Linked DNA regions of Mus musculus: all the other regions are linked to region 3. Evidence: chromatin contacts called from public Hi-C and HiChIP or PLAC-seq data. All regions are on one chromosome and are shown on one strand. The core of a region is the stretch at or near the end of the contact, and the rest is flanking DNA. Distances in the headings are between cores, read along the strand shown.

Evidence for each region. Hi-C and Micro-C count contacts between places; a contact is called where the count stands out from the background. HiChIP or PLAC-seq counts read pairs in DNA pulled down with a chosen protein or histone mark.
Region 1: an H3K4me3 HiChIP or PLAC-seq map of microglia shows a contact between it and region 3, with 6 times the contacts expected there. The contact joins two enhancer-like sites. A contact is called at or near these places in 4 of 484 Hi-C or Micro-C datasets (group 2 innate lymphoid cells, macrophages, muscle stem cells and 1 more) and 1 of 115 datasets of contacts at active chromatin or transcription factors (microglia).
Region 2: a Hi-C map of Th2 cells shows a contact between it and region 3, with 2.9 times the contacts expected there. The contact joins two enhancer-like sites. A contact is called at or near these places in 8 of 484 Hi-C or Micro-C datasets (Th1 cells, Th2 cells, bone marrow-derived macrophages and 3 more) and 5 of 115 datasets of contacts at active chromatin or transcription factors (CD8 T cells, the HPC-7 cell line, Th2 cells and 2 more).

What each region holds. Positions count from the first base shown.
Region 1 is chr3:133,525,017-133,527,716 of GRCm38.p6, reverse strand. The region is part of intron 1 of Tet2 (tet methylcytosine dioxygenase 2); the gene reads left to right. Among named protein-coding and RNA genes, the nearest start is that of Tet2, 18 kb to the left of the region's middle. Within about 2 kb of position 1,411, at least 61 of the 459 cell types and tissues checked have an H3K27ac peak or open chromatin away from gene starts, as enhancers often do. A contact at or near this core is called in microglia, where this site is marked.
Region 2 is chr3:133,622,329-133,625,028 of GRCm38.p6, reverse strand. No RefSeq gene overlaps it. Among named protein-coding and RNA genes, the nearest start is that of Gm40153, 40 kb to the left of the region's middle. Within about 2 kb of position 1,373, at least 87 of the 459 cell types and tissues checked have an H3K27ac peak or open chromatin away from gene starts, as enhancers often do. A contact at or near this core is called in Th1 cells, Th2 cells, bone marrow-derived dendritic cells and 2 more, where this site is marked.
Region 3 is chr3:133,756,905-133,759,604 of GRCm38.p6, reverse strand. No RefSeq gene overlaps it. Among named protein-coding and RNA genes, the nearest start is that of Gm6135, 33 kb to the left of the region's middle. Within about 2 kb of position 1,399, at least 62 of the 459 cell types and tissues checked have an H3K27ac peak or open chromatin away from gene starts, as enhancers often do. A contact at or near this core is called in Th1 cells, Th2 cells, bone marrow-derived dendritic cells and 3 more, where this site is marked.

The sequences.
Region 1 (2,700 bases), core at 162-2,661, 230 kb after region 3:
TCCATAGGACCTGGGTTTGGTTCCCAGAATTCACATACCAGATGGTGGCTCACAACTATCTATAATTACAGTTCTAAGGGATCAGACACATGACTCATAGGCATAGATGCAGATAAAATACTCATGTACATTAAATAAAATAAATAAACCCAAACCCCGAAACTTTGAATTTTGTTTTATACATTTCTGTTTTCTTTCTTTTTTTCTTTTCTTTTCTGTTCTTTTTTCTTTCTTTTTTCTTTTTGAGACAGGGTTTCTCTGTATAGTCCTGGCTGTCCTGGAACTCACTCTGTAGACCAGGCTGGCCTCAAACTCCGAAATCTGCCTGCCTCTGCCTCCCAAGTGCTGGGATTAAAGGTGTGTGCCACCACTTCCCAGTGTTTTACACATTTCTTATTTATTATTAATATTTTATCCCATGTGTATGAGTGTTTCCCTACATGTATATCTTTGCACCACATGGTATCTGGTGCTATAAGAGGCTAGAAGAAGGTTTGGATCTCCTGGAAATGGAATTACAGACAATTGTAAGCAGCCATATAAGTGCTGGGAATTAAACCCAGGTCCTCTGGAACAGCAGCCGGTGGTCTTAACTGCTGAGCCAGCTCTTGAACCCCCACAAAATATTTTTTGTTTATTTTCTTGAGACAGGGTTTCTCTACATAACCCTGGCTCACTCACTCGGAACTCACGATGTAGACTAGGTTGGCGTTGAACTCACAAAGATATACCTCCTTCTGCCTCTTAAGTGGCCCAAAAGAGTTTTTTTTTTTTTTTAATTCAGTCACAGGTGCGTGATTTGTCATGTACAGTTTTCAACAGCTTTCAAAATACAATTTTTGCCAGGTGTGGTAGGGTATGCCTTTAATACCAGTACTCCAAGGGCAGAGCTGGGCAGATCTATGTGAGTTCCAGGCAAGACTAGTCTATATAAGAGAATTCTACTCATTCGGGGCTGTACAGTGAGACACCTAGTCTTGGGGCAGGAGGAAAAGAGAAAAATAAGGAAAAAGAGAAGAATAAACTAAAAGCTGGACTTTGTATAAAGTTATAGAGTTGGAGTGGGAGTTGGTGGTTTTGTTTTATAGTTTTTAAAAATGGCAAACTTCCTGTTTGCAGTCTGTCGTGTAGGGAACAGAGAAGGCACCACTCCATCCAAGTGACACGTAAATGAGTGAGATGGAAACCAACAGGGCTCAGTTCTTTCAAGAGAAGATCAGAGGAAACCATCATCTCCCGATGCTGAGAAGATGTAGGCTGATAGTGAAAGCCATAGCTTGTCAGCAGTCCACAGGAAGAACTATCAGGACCTATTGTCAGGGTGGGAAAACCTGGGCAGTTAGTGACTCGCTGGGGCCTTGGTGTGGCTGAGGAGTGCAGACTCCAGGATCACACAGTCAGTGTAGCACCCACTTGGTGCCTCCTCTGCCACCAGCTCTCCCAGTTCCTCAAAGTTGGTAGTGTAGCCCATCACCACACACTTCCTGGCAAGGCAGGAAAAGAAATGCTTTTGAAATATGCCAGAGAATTCCATTAGGAATTTAAGGCCTGGCTTTAAGGAACTGTGGAATAAAACCTACATTCTGGCTTTTTCCCTTTCTTATACCAGGCTTCCCTACGTGGATCTGGCTATACTCAAACTCACTGAGCTCCCACGCCCTGTCCTGCCCACTGCTGGGATTTTAGCAATTTCTGGAATTGTAGCAGATTCTAGTCTAACCCTAACCTGAAGGAAGAGAACTACCCAGCTGCAGACCACTCAAGAAATCCAGTTTTACCCAACTGGCTGAAGTAACTTTGAACCACAGTGGTGCAGTTCATAATGCAAGACCCAGCCCCACAAAAGACAGACTAGTCACAGCAGGGCAGGATGTTCCTCCACTGCATTATCAAAGTCTTCTTGAGGGCAGTTACCAAGGATATCGTGTGTGCCATTGAACAAACAATTGCAAGACATACCAAAAAAAAAAAAATGGAGAAGTACTCAAAATAGAAGCAAATTAGCACCAATATGGGGATTATAGTGTTTAGGTTATTTGCTTAGTTTGTTTTTTTTTTTTTTTTTTTTTTTTGGTTTCTCTGTGTGGCTCTGGCTGTCCTGGAACTCTGTAGACCTGGCTGGCTTTAAACTCAGAGATTTGCTTGCTTCTGCCTTCTGAGTGCTAGAATTACAGGCATGGGCTACCACTGCCTGACTTTTGTATTGTGTGAGCATGTCACACACACACACACACACACACACACACACACACACACACCCCTCCAGTGGAGGTCAGATGACTTCTATGAGACAGTTCTCCTTTCAAGATGTGACTCTCAGTGGTAAACCCCAGATGTCAGCTTTAGCAAGGTCCATCTCGTTGCACCCAGAAGTGGTTTTAATGATTAAGATGCTAATGAATAAAAGGTGGACAGATGCAAGAACAGGTGGGTAATGTTGACTGAGGTAGACGTTTTCAGAAAGAACTAAAGACCTGTTGGGTCACAAGCATGCTGTAGCAGGAGTGTCAAGAACGCCTTCGATGGCTTCGCTAATACGCTGCATGCGACCAAAGAAAGAATCTGTGCTCAAGGATGTGGCCATAGACGATTCAAACACTAAAGCAAATGCAAAAGGAAAAAGGCTCCAGGCAAGTAGAGCATCCCACTGGAGAGCTGCAGGACACACCCAAAGCTCATAGTGTAACTTTGAACGAGAAA
Region 2 (2,700 bases), core at 124-2,623, 130 kb after region 3:
CATTGGGACACGGCAGCAGACTCCTTTAATCTCAATGCTGGAGAGGAAGAAGCAGAGGCAGGTAGACTTTCAGGAGGTGGAGGCCAGCCTTGTGGAGAGTTCTAGACCAGCCAAGTCAGACCTTGTCAAAAAACAAAAAACAAAAACCAAAACCAAACCAAAACAAAACCTCCTAACTCACTCTACTTCCTAAATGAACACCTTCATTCATTCCTCTTTAGTAAGTTTGAATGATCTAAGCCTGATACAAACATGACTGACACATTTCAGGCACAGTGTACCAAGGAGACAGAGGTGAAGGTGGTGATAATGCAGAAGGGGGAGGGGCCACTGTCCTTAACAAGCTACTGTGACATGGCTACTACACAAGCACCCATACCAGAATAACCACAAGTTAAAAGATCACAGTAAAATAGATTTGTCACACTCTAAGTCAAAAATTAACATTATTTTTCAAAAGACTGAAACTTAGAAGTCATGTTTTCATGTATGATTTGTTGTAAATTGTTGTAAATGTCTTTCCTACCAAATTCCAAAGGCCTGAAAAGTTTTGGTAATCTTCTCGCTGCTGTTAATAACTCAGTGTCTCACTGGGGGCCTAATGGGCACCTTCCCCCACAGTCTCCTCGCCTATAGAAGCAGAAGAGAATGCAGATTCAGACAAATGAGACACTGGAAAAGGTGATGTGACAAGACACATTGGGGCAGCAATTAATAACAGACCATCCATGCAGAGACAAGTGGCTGCACACACAGGAACTCACACATAAAGTGGCTTATCTTAGGAACATGGTTTCTGATAAGAACGTGACAGTTGTGGTCTCCCTAGTTGGTGGTGGTGTTGTATGTAAGCTGGAAGTACTCAGATACTAGAGAAAGACACATTCTCCTCAGCTGTATGTCTCAAAAGTCTCCCCCAAAACTCTGATGACAAGATAACATGTGAACCATATGTAGACACTGTTTAGTGCCATATGATATTCTACATCCATAAGCAGGTTGGTACTTCTACAGAGGGAATTATAAATATATAAATATAAGAGGAAAAAAATAAGTGACTCTTTCACAGAATACATCCTTTATTGTTCTCCAGACTCCATCATTCAAAGGAGGTGGGGGTTTTGGATTTGGGTTTTGGTTTTGGGATTGTTTTATGCTTTTATCTCAGTGCTGACCCTTTCCTGTTTTCATTGCTATATGAAGTACAACTGACTGGAAGGTATCACTTTACCATCCTGACCATAAGTTTCCTGCTGTTTCCTTTGCTCTGTTCCACCTTAGATGCTAAAATGCTCTGTCTCAGAGAAGGCTGAGTCCCCAGCCCTGCATATCTTCACAGAGACGACAGCCCAGCAACACAGCAAAATGACAGAGCCATTGTCTGCGCCCAGCATAGGACTTCCCCCTTTGTATGAGCTGAGTCACATTTTTTCCTGTTGTCAACTTGAAGGCCGTCCGTTGATGTATGATAGGGCTATCTCGCTGATGTATAAAGGCAGGCAGAGAGGTCCCCTTCCACGTGTTTGCCTTACCTTGGACCCTTACCAATTAGAAGCTGCCCACTGGCTCAAAGAGATAAGGCATGGCTTATTAAGGCTCAGACAGAGCACTGAATGAACTAATTTCTGACCATTCACTTCTCGTAGAATGGTTCCTTAGGTTCCTGCCTTGTGCAATCTTACTGATTTTAACAGAGGCCTTTTGGGATGTGTAGATGCATTTTCTGCCTGATATCTGTCCCATTGGCACGTGCTTTAAAACCACAGATACATTTGGTTGGCGGGCACATTGTGAAAACAGGAAGTCAAAGGATGGAAGCAACTGTGAAATAAGCCTAGCAAGTCAAGTTTCTACTTAGGAGCCAAGACAGGAATACTATTCTGAGAAATAACTGAACAAAAGGCAAAGGTCTATGTCTCTCTCAAGAAGGAGGAGTGCCCAGGCAGTGCCTAATTATAATAGTTTCAGTGCCTTATAACCAGTGAAATGGTTTCAGATATTAATCCTCAGTACCACTGGTAGACATGATAAAATCTCCCAAATTAAGAGAAAGGCATGATGACATCTGCAGGCAGAGAAATGTTTGAGATGATACAGTTGTCTGATAATCACCATAGCAAGGAGTTTTAAAAATACATTTTCTGGGGCTGGAGAGACAGTTCAGCAGTTAAGAGCACCAACTGCTCTTCCAAAGGTCCTGAGTTCAAATCCCAGCCAACCACATGGTGGCTCACAACCATCTGTAACAAGATCTGACACTCCTCTTCCACAGTGTCTGAAGACAGCTACAGTGTACTTACATATAATGAATAAATAAATATTTTTAAAAAATAGATTTTCTGTTCTAATTTAGACTCACTGTGTATTCAGTAAGCATCTACTAAATGCTTCCTCCAGGAAAGGCCCTCTCAGAAGTATTATGAGGCACGAGGCATCCATCCCTTAGCCTCTGAGGTCATACCAGCACTGTTCTGCTTTCTCACGCCTTCAAAGCACCTGTCCTCAGAAAGACATTTATTTTGTCCATGGTATACTTTCAAAAGAAGGTGATTTAACAACCATGGGGGAGATCTTTTTAGATACCCTCAAGTCAGTGGATATTCTGAACGTGGAAAAATATTAGGATGAAATTGTGTGGCCAGTTGTGTGGACTAGTTTTATGTCGAGTTGACACATGCTAGAGACACCTGGGAAGAAGGA
Region 3 (2,700 bases), core at 150-2,649:
CTGTGAGCCAGCCTCAGAAAAGCCAGTTCTACTGCTCTCCCAGACAGTCCTGGCCTGTGATGTCACATGCTGCAAATCTGGAATGTTATTATATTACATTATGTTAAATATGACTTTAACATTCATTTACTAACTAGCAAACACAGTCCTTAAACTGACTCTCCAAGACAAAGTCACTCTAGGGTATGGACTTCCTGTCCAAATCTTTCATATAGAGATCCTGTCCATATAACACACAATTTGGTTAAAATGTACTAATGATCATGGACTCATGTGACTTACATATTAAGACTGAAAGCCATGGCTAGAGAAGGACTGCTCTATTTGTGCCCTGCCCATTTGGAACAGGTAGAGTCTATTATGCCCAAGAAACAGCTCCCAGATCCAGTGCATATCTTTAGTATATTTAGGGGTTTTGGTTTGCTTTTGATTTTGTACTCATAAGACTTTTTTTTCTCTAATTATTACTTTTACTTTTCACACCCAAAACTTGTTGCTGGTGTCTGACCTAGTGTGAGTTAAGAAAACTATGATATTTTTCTTATTTTTCTTACTGACATGAGGGAGGAAGAAGAAGAGGAGGAAGAGGAGGAGGAAGATAAGGAAGAGGAGAAGCAAAACAAACAAAACCAAAACCAAGTTCAATTGTGTTGCCAGTATACTCACTGGAGCATGATAAAACTCCCAATGGTCAGCCCCTTAAAGAAAACTGTGTCCTTCCCTACCCAGATCCCAGCCAGAAGCCATCAATGTGGAGAGCTCTGCTTTAGCATCGTTATCACATTTTTTTTAAAGAGTTCTCTTTGATGTCCCTCTTTCACAACTGTGGGTCTGCAGTCACCAATGTCACTGCAAAAGTAGCTTCCTAGTTTTTCAGTCTTGATTCTGGCACTTCATCAGCAACTACAGCCTAAAGTTATTTTTCAAGAGAACTATGTGGGTGGCACGGCTGACTAACAGTGAAAGTCCTCTTAGTCCCTTCTCTGGAGTATTCACCCTCTGACTGCTATGGGTGTGTTTTTCCTCCGACAACACAGACCTCCCCTTGGATGACAGCTGAGGAGCGATCTGACTTCACTTCTCACACCAATTGACTCACTAATGACTGTGACTGCAGCTGATGATGGCCCGGAGGTCAGGCTGACCTGTGCTTTGGTCTGTAAATCTCTTATGATAATGCTATCTTCCAGAACTACATGCAGGGTGGCAGAAAGGTGTCTGGAAGAACATCAGATGCAGTCTGAGTTCTCCAGGAGGCTGGTTGTTTTCTAACACCCGCTCTGAACTATGGGAGTGGGAACACTGTATATTTTAAATGCGTCTGTTGTACAACTGCTGAGTTCAGAGTACTCTTCGCAAGGGCTGGGTAATCACGCAGATGGTGTGCTTCGCGACCAAAACCACTCGCTGTAGATGCCACATTCTGAGAGAACATGTAAACACTTGGCATAGTTGGGGGAGTTTCAGAGGTGTTAGATTCATTTAGAAAGTTACAGCTTTCTCGGTGACAGCTTCTCATTCGAGGCTAGCAGGATTAATTCTTGCTTCCTTATTTTTATTCTTGACATTCCAGAAATTGCCACACAACTTCCTGATCTAACTTGAGTTGAGAGTTGTGTTTTTCCTGTTCTCCCCTAGCTTAAGAGGGGTGGGGGCGGGGGCTGCTATACCAACAAGGAGTGCAGAAGCAGAAGGACTGAGTGACCAGGGGTAGCTTGCATTACCTCATGTGTGCAGCGGAGTTGCCAGGTCTGTGTTTGTGTGCCTTCCCCACAGTTTTGTTAATGCCAGCAGCGGCTCTCAGCATTTATAGTCTCATCCCAAACTTACTATAGAAGTAATAAGAACTAAACATATTTCCTTTAAATTTTCACTTATTTGTTAAATAGATTAATTAAGGACTTGCTCAGTATAAAATATAATCATTCTCTAGGTCATTATGCAGAATTTAAGCCTCCTAGCAGGAGCTAAGTAATAAAGGTGTGAAAGGGGTCTGGCCAAAAATGTCTAGAAGAGACAATTACAAAGACAAGACATGGCAAGGTGTCTGGAATAACTGATGGACGGCCCAGAAAAGATGTGGCCAGAGAGGAGCCAGTTGAACAGAGCAACATGGAGCTTGATAGCGAGGAGAGATTAAAATGACACAGTCACCCTCCTGCATAAGCCCACATTCTAGACAGTATAATGCACCATCACATAGGAAAATAACCAAAAAGAGACCGAAGCAGTACTGTCATGGGAATATAGAGGACTGTGGGAACAGTTTTATGAGTATGTAACTGCAGGTTTTATGGAAAAAACAGCATTTACATTGGGTTTTTACAGAATGCCTAAAAGTGTAGCAACCTAGGGGAAATGGGAACGAAAGAGATAAGCCAAAGATCCCCCATCTTCATTCCTTCTAAGTTTATAACATACAGAACAACCACTGGCCCACATAGATCTGAATGAATGAATGAATGAATGAATGAATGAATGAATGAAGAGGTCATTTGGTTAGCACCATAGAATTAAGCGTCTAGAGTATGCCTTACACCTGAAGCACAATTCTCCAGATTATATTGTGAGGAAAAAGCACAGTTAGGGTTTGTAATCAAACGGAAACAGGGACATTAGAAGGCAAAATCTCAGGGAGTGACCCTACAAAGTCAAAACAGACAGAGTGGAAACAGTGGAGGACATCGGAGCCTGACACTG